2 separate regions of the Mus musculus genome follow, and region 2 is linked to region 1. A link is a contact called in public Hi-C data. All regions are on one chromosome and are shown on one strand. Each heading gives the region's core, a stretch centred on a gene start, on an enhancer-like site or on the middle of the called end of the contact. The rest is flanking DNA. Distances are from core to core; before and after follow the strand shown.

The links. A called contact is a pair of places that touch in the nucleus more often than the background predicts.
Region 2: a Hi-C map of muscle stem cells shows a contact between it and region 1, with 5 times the contacts expected there. The contact joins the promoter of Mafk here to the promoter of Ap4m1 in region 1. A contact is called at or near these places in 2 of 39 promoter capture datasets (liver and pre-B cells), 2 of 484 Hi-C or Micro-C datasets (CD4 T cells and muscle stem cells), 2 of 115 datasets of contacts at active chromatin or transcription factors (embryonic stem cells and pancreatic cancer cells) and 1 of 9 other capture datasets (adipose tissue).

What each region holds. Positions count from the first base shown.
Region 1 is chr5:138,170,624-138,173,841 of GRCm38.p6, forward strand. It overlaps Ap4m1 (adaptor-related protein complex AP-4, mu 1), which reads left to right and starts at 1,398. Exons shown (of 15, transcript NM_021392.4): 1 at 1,398-1,625; 2 at 1,726-1,814; 3 at 2,164-2,270; 4 at 2,349-2,445. The coding sequence starts at 1,568. Mcm7 (minichromosome maintenance complex component 7) reads right to left here and starts at 1,260. Exons shown (of 15, transcript NM_008568.3): 1 at 1,103-1,260. The coding sequence starts at 1,133.
Region 2 is chr5:139,790,281-139,793,776 of GRCm38.p6, forward strand. Mafk (v-maf musculoaponeurotic fibrosarcoma oncogene family, protein K (avian)) reads left to right here and starts at 1,256. Exons shown (of 3, transcript NM_010757.2): 1 at 1,256-1,432.

The DNA.
Region 1 (3,218 bases), core at 148-2,647:
TTCAAACTCTTAACAGAAACCTAAGAAACCCACTTTCACTTAAGACGAAACCTATGAACTAGTTAGTTAAATGAACATTGAAAACAAATCGACCAAGTTCTCCCCAAAGTAGGCAGTGTTCCTTTTCACAAGTCCGTTTTTACACAGAGAAGAATATAGGTCTTCGGGCAGCTACAAGAGTCTTACCCAACCTTCCCAAGAGAATTCCACACTCTGTCTTAATTAGGAATCTCAGTTTCTTCAATTCTCTCAGCTCGCTCCCAATCGACTTAAGGTCCTCGGCTCTCGCTCTACCAGTACAACTCTTTTTCTTAGGCTCCCGCCAGGACGTCCGCCACTAGGCCTCCTCTGCACTCATGCCCGGCTCCCGCCACTGCTTCCGCTCTTAGTAAACAAAGAAGCACATGGGCCCAGATTCCAGCCGCCTCACAGCCCAGGATTCCTCCGCCCGAGACGGGTGGCCGAGCGGGGATTGGCCAGAACGCCAAAGGGCCATTCGGGTCCACCACACTGCCACCTTTCGCCACCGGGCGCTTAGCCTCCCAATTCTAGGCACGCCCCTACCTACTGCAGCTATCTCCGAGGCCACCGCGCGGAAGGACACTGTTTACACACGACAGTCCCAAGATCGGGTAGCGCCACTTCCGCCCGCCTCTACTTCCGCTTGGAGGGCGGCCGAAAACAACCAATCGCGGCGCGTAGCGGTCTGGCAAGCCCCGCCTCTGGACTTCGGCCAGTCTCCAGTGGACGCGGGAATTCGCTAGCGCCCCGAGCAGCAGAGGCTGGCCCAGTAACCTAGTCCCTTGGGTCACGTATTGAATGCATTGAACCAAGTCACCCGGTCTCTACCGAGCGCGCCCCTCCTTTGTGGACTCCACTGGGTTCTCTCCATAACACAAACACATCACCTTTTCCAAGGAGGATTGCTTCCTCCATCCTTGACGCCCACTGCTTATTGCAGGCGCAGTTCGCCTGTCCTCGGAGTCACAGATCCCGGCTCACTCCCCCTCCCCCGCCCGACCCCAAGACTCCAGCACCCCTCAACAGGTGCAGGTAGAAGTTTCCCTCCGAGGACGCCGCCCCCAGCCCTATAGATCTTCACCTTTTTCGATCGCGTAGTCCTTAAGCGCCATCGCTGCCGGGGACGGTGTGGCAGGACTTGAAGGGCTCAAAAATCTCTCTCTGGGGAAGCAGAAAACGAACGCGCGGCGGGACGTAGCCGGCCAACCGAAATTGGCGCGAAACGTCGTCACCCATGTGACCCGTGCGGCTGAGAACCCGCCAATCAGATAGGGGGTTCCCAACTGCTGCCAGCCCCTAACTTTAACCAATCAATGGACGAGTCTAGATTGAATGACAAGGGGCTTGAGGGCGGGCCGTTGAAAGATTGCCAGATCCTGGCGGGTTGGACACCCTGTTTCCCGCGGTTCGAAATTAATGCTCGCGAGTGTGTGTGTGGGAGGAGTGTTTCTTAAAGCGCCAGCCTCCGTGCGGCCTTTTGTTCCGCGTCCACAAGGCGGGGTGGGTTCAACTTTCACCGTGTTCTCGTCTATCCTCCAGAACCGCCATGATTTCCCAGTTCTTCATTCTGTCTTCCAAGGGGGATCCGCTCATCTATAAAGACTGTATCCTTTGACCCGGGAGACGGGGTAGGGTAGCTGGGTAGAAATCGAATCCAGATCAGTCTGTGTCGCCTGTTCCTTAACTATCTTTCCACCTGGCTAGTCCGCGGGGACAGTGGTGGTCGTGATGTGGCAGAGCTCTTCTACCGGAAGCTGACGGGACTGCCTGGAGGCGAGTCCCCGGTTGTCATGGTAACTACTGTGGTTGGTGTGCAGGGCCTTAGAACTGTGGAGGTGGGTGAGTGCCTCCTCCCTGTCAAGGGCAGCTTGGTAGGAAGCTTGGGGGCGGGGGTGTGTGTGTGGGGAGGATTTGTTTATAAATGTTTTGAGTACTAACAAGAAGCCAGTTACAGAGCCATGCACCCTATTTTTTGACTATCAACAACTTTGAGAGGTAGATACTACCTTTCCACGTTAGGCGGCCAGGTCTTAGATCTGGGGCATCGCCCATCACTAGTAGACCTCAGGGTGCCATCTTGCAGGTTTCCTTACTACAATTCTGGTCTTTTCTTAATGGCCTCTGTCCTCAACTCTGCCTCAGTATCACGGTGATCGTCATTTTATTCACATCAGACACAGTGGGCTCTATTTGGTGGCCACAACCTTAGAAAACGTCTCTCCTTTCAGCCTTCTGGAGCTGCTTTCCCGGTGAGTAGAGTTGGGACAGGCACTTAAGAAGGAGGGCGTGTGAGGTTTATTCACACATAATTTGCTGTGTTTCCTTAGGCTAGCCACTCTCTTGGGTGACTACTGTGGCTCACTCAATGAGGGAACCATCTCACGCAATGTGGCGCTTGTCTACGAACTCCTGGATGAAGTGCTGGTAAAGCCCAAAAACTTTGGTCTTTTTAAGTTTATTTATTCACGTGTGTGTGTGTGTGTGTGTGTGTATTTGCCCACATCACTGCACATGTGTGGAGATCAGGTATCTTCTACTTGTTGTAGAATCTGCTAAATCCAATATAGATCCACCATAACTCAAGCACTAGGTCAATGCAGATGACAAAAAGGTATTGTAATCAAGCCAGTACTGATCAGTCAGGGCTGTAGAACAGACTCCTGAACTTGCCTAGCAGTTAAAGGCTGACACCACAAAGTGGAGGGGAGTGGGGTGAGCTGTAGCACTGTCCAATCATATTTTGACATAAGGGGTTGAGCAAGGGAACTTTGACCAATCAGATTAGGAGTAGTTTTCTGGGCTTGAGAACACGAGCTTAGTTGATCTTGCCAGCAAGATGGAGAAGTTGTCCTTGAGGTGTCTGAACTCAAACAGCTGTTCTCTTACCAGCTGTCCCTAAGATGGCGGGACTCAGACAACTGTACAAGTTGTTCCTAAGATGTCTGGACTCAGCTGGGCAGTGGTGGCACACGCTTTTAATCCCAGCACTCGGGAGGCAGAGGCAGGTGGATTTCTGAGTTTGAGGCCAGCCTGGTCTACAAAGTGAGTTCCAGGACAGCCAGGGCTACACGGAGAAACCCTTGTCTTGGGGAAAAAAAAAAAAAGATGTCTGGACTCAGGCAACTATTTACAACAGAAGCCGTTCAGCTATTGGGAAGTCCTCAGCTCCCCCAGAGCCTGGGATCTTGAATTTAGCT
Region 2 (3,496 bases), core at 6-2,505, 1.6 Mb after region 1:
TGGAAGTCAGTCTTCCTAGCAGCCTTCAGATGAAGATGTAGAACTCTCAGCTCTGCCTGCACCATGACTGCCTGGATGCTACCATGATCCTTGATGATAATGGACTAAACCTCTGAACCTATAAGGCAGCCCTAACTAAATGTTGTCCTTATAAGAGTTACCTTGGTCGTGGTGACTATTCACAGCAGTAAAAACCTAACTAAGACACTATCCATTGCTTACAGGGAGAGGGAGAGGGGGGAGGGGGAGGGGAGGGGGAGGGGGAGAGGGAGAGGGAGGGAGGAGAGGGAGGGAGGAGAGGGAGAAGGGGGGAGGGGGAGGGGGAGGGGGAGGGGCAGGCTTAGGTGAAGGCACTTAGGGTGAAGGCAGAAGGATTAAGAGCTTCAAGACAGTGCCAGTGAGGTGGCTCAGTGGGTAAAGGTACCAAGTCTGAGTTCAATTTTCGGAACCCAAAAGTGGAAAGAAAAAACAGATTCCCTAAAGTTGCCCTCTGACTTCCACACATTCGTGGTAGTGTGTGCACACCAATCCACATACATATGAACACACATATAAATAAGTAAAAAAAAAAAATAAAGTTTTATAAGTGTTCCAGGCCACTCTGAGCTGCACAGTGAGACCTTACCTCTGTCTCAGATATAAATCAAAAGGTCATGGTATGGGTCAGAAGAGGATGCTACATACATATCTCTTTCTCCTTTGTAGGGTGCATCTGCCTTGCTGATTATGTGGTGTAACTGAGCCACTTCGCCACCTTGACGTGGGCTTGGTGTTAGGTCCAGAACATGGTCACTAGCCAGTTGGCCTCTATTCTCTCTGCCAAGACCCGGGGAGGCTCCAGCAGCCTCAGGATCACAGTGAGTAGCATAGACGACAGTGGGTGACATAGAGACATAATGCCCAGGCTGAAAGTTCAAGGAAACGTGGGGTCCATACCCAGTGTGCGTCACGCTCGCCTGACACCCCCTACCTTGGGAAAGGAGCACAGACCCCGCCCCGGGTGTGTTGGGGATGGACAGGGCCAGGAGCTCAGCAATGAGACAACTGCACGTGGAAGCATGTAGGAGGACCCAGGGACTGGGGCAGCGAGGGGCGTGGCCATCAGGGGCGTGGTGCCGACGCGCGGCCAGAGAGGGCGTGGTTTTGGTGAGCGAAGAAGCGTGAGCAACAGGGGCGTGATCACTAGGGGCGTGGCCATCGCGGGGGCGGGGCGGTGACGCGCTTCGACGCGCGATCCCGGAAGCGGTGTCAGTACTGGGGAGCCGGCGGCGGGCGGCGGGTGGCAGGGACTTGTTGTTCTTCGCCGAGTCGGAACGAGAAGTCCGAAGCGCGCAGGCGGAGACGGCGACTAAGGGGAGCGCGAGAGCAGAAGCGCTTGTGAAGAGTGCGTGTCCGCAAGGAGCCGCCGCGCCCGGCCCCGCGCGCGACCCGGGTGAGTGAGGGGCTTCGGGAACTGGGTAGGGGAACCCAGAGTTCGTGCACCTGCGGGAGGAGCACCCCGAAGGCCGCGGGACCCAGCCTGGGCCTCGAGCACGTGCCACGCGGGACCTAGCTCAAGGCCCACACGGGACCCACCACGTGCGGGAGAGTGGCACCCGGGAGCCGTGCGCACCTGGCCATTTCCGTCGGCGTAGAATTCGCCCCCACCTCGCCCCCGGCCGGGACCCCGAAAGGGCCTGAGTAACTGGTGTCACTTTCTAATCAGCTGACCGGCCAGCGGTGCCGGATGTGGAAGCTGTGGGTGGGGAGCGAGGCAGGTGACCGTCTTGGCCAGCCTATCGCTTCCGTCACTTTCTTCAGGTGTGGTCTGGGGCCAAGGTCCCATCCAACTCTGAAGTGCGAGGTTCCCTAGTAGGGTGAGCGGATAGGCGTGTTAAGAGTGTGCATGTTTACGAGCGTGCGGCGAGAAATCAGAAGCAAAAACTCTAGCAAATTACAGGTGAAGAAAGCCTCGTGGGTCCTAGGTGCCTAGATTAGATCTCTTTGGGGGAGATAGACTCCTCTTCTGGTATCCTTGAGATAACAGCCACTCCAGCCTCCTAGAACTTGCCCCGTAAGAACGCAGTCGGTATTTGGGAGGTGAGGCTGCTTGGTGCTCTTGTTTCTCTAGGGAAGTTAGTCTGAGCCTCGCTTTTCACACAGCTCTCATTGCTAACACAGATGCACTTTAACAGTTCGCCTTCCAATTGATGGACAGGCACTCAGTACACTCAGTCCTCAAAAGCTAGCTTGTGTCTCAGCTGGTAGGTAGTTCACCCCTTCCACTCCTGTGGAGTCACTAAAATTAGCCCTGGGACCCCAGAGGTTGGCACTGCTGAGGTCATACTGTGGCAGCAACATTTCAGAAGGTATCTGGTGGAGTGCACGTGGGTACTTTGATGCTTTGAGCTGGTGTTTTAGGGCCAGGTAACTTCTTTCAAAGGTGTTGGTCTAAAGCCATTATGTTATGGTGGCACATGCTTGTACTCCTAGCACATGGGAGTCTGAGGCAGGAAGATCTTGAGTTTAAGGTTAGCCTGGATTGCTTAGCTAGTTCAAGACCAGCCTTAGTTACATAGCGAGACACTGTCACACAAAACCAAACTGAAACAGTAGGTGTGAATTTAAGCATGTGGATGGAGTCAAGAAAGCTGTATAGGCAGGACCTACCTGCAGCCCATGTCACTGGGGACAGCCCTCACTGATGACAAAAACCTTCCTCTCTCCTTAGATAAATCACGAGAAATGTGGTGTTTGACCTTGGTAAAGGGAATGTGTCTAATGTGATAACTTCTTGTGATTCCAAAAGAAAAGATTTACTAGACAAAACACAAAGCCAGGCTTTGCTGGAGTACATTCTCCTCTTGTTCTCCAACTGAGCTGGGCTTGCAGGGCCCTGTTCCAAGTTCAGGGCTGTGTACTTTCCAGGTAGTTGCTAAAAATGGACGTTGGATGGAGGGTCTGGGGAGGCTCTGTTTTCCCGAGAGTCTGCTGTTTCTGTGTCCCAGCCCTTTCTCTAGCACCTCAAGGCTTCTGGTGAGTCTTTTCTGGCCATTACTTCCTAAGGACCCTCAGTTTTTAGTCCCTGGCTCTACCAGCCCCAGGGCTTGTTTACAGTCTCTGCTAACTCTTTCTTGCAGTCTAGACTAAGAAGTTGTGTCTGTTTTTGCCCCGGCTGTTCTGAGTCTAAAGGTTTCTTGGGGTGGACTTTCTGGATCTCGGGTCTAGTCCACACGGGAAATGGAAATCAGGCCAGCTGGGAGAATTCTCTGTGTGGCCGATCTCTGGAGCTATAAACAGTGACTCATTCTCCCGCCCCACCCTCCCTGTCCCCTGCTCCGCTCCGGGAAGATGCCTGGTCACTCATATTTACTTTTGCTTTTTATAAGTCACACACATGCGTTCTGTTTCCTCTTTCCTGCAGTTTCAGGAAACTGAAAGTGTTATCTGAAAACCTATAGAGTTTCACAGAGGTAGACCTGAGCCCCAGTGATCAAACACCACACTGCTTGGTGTT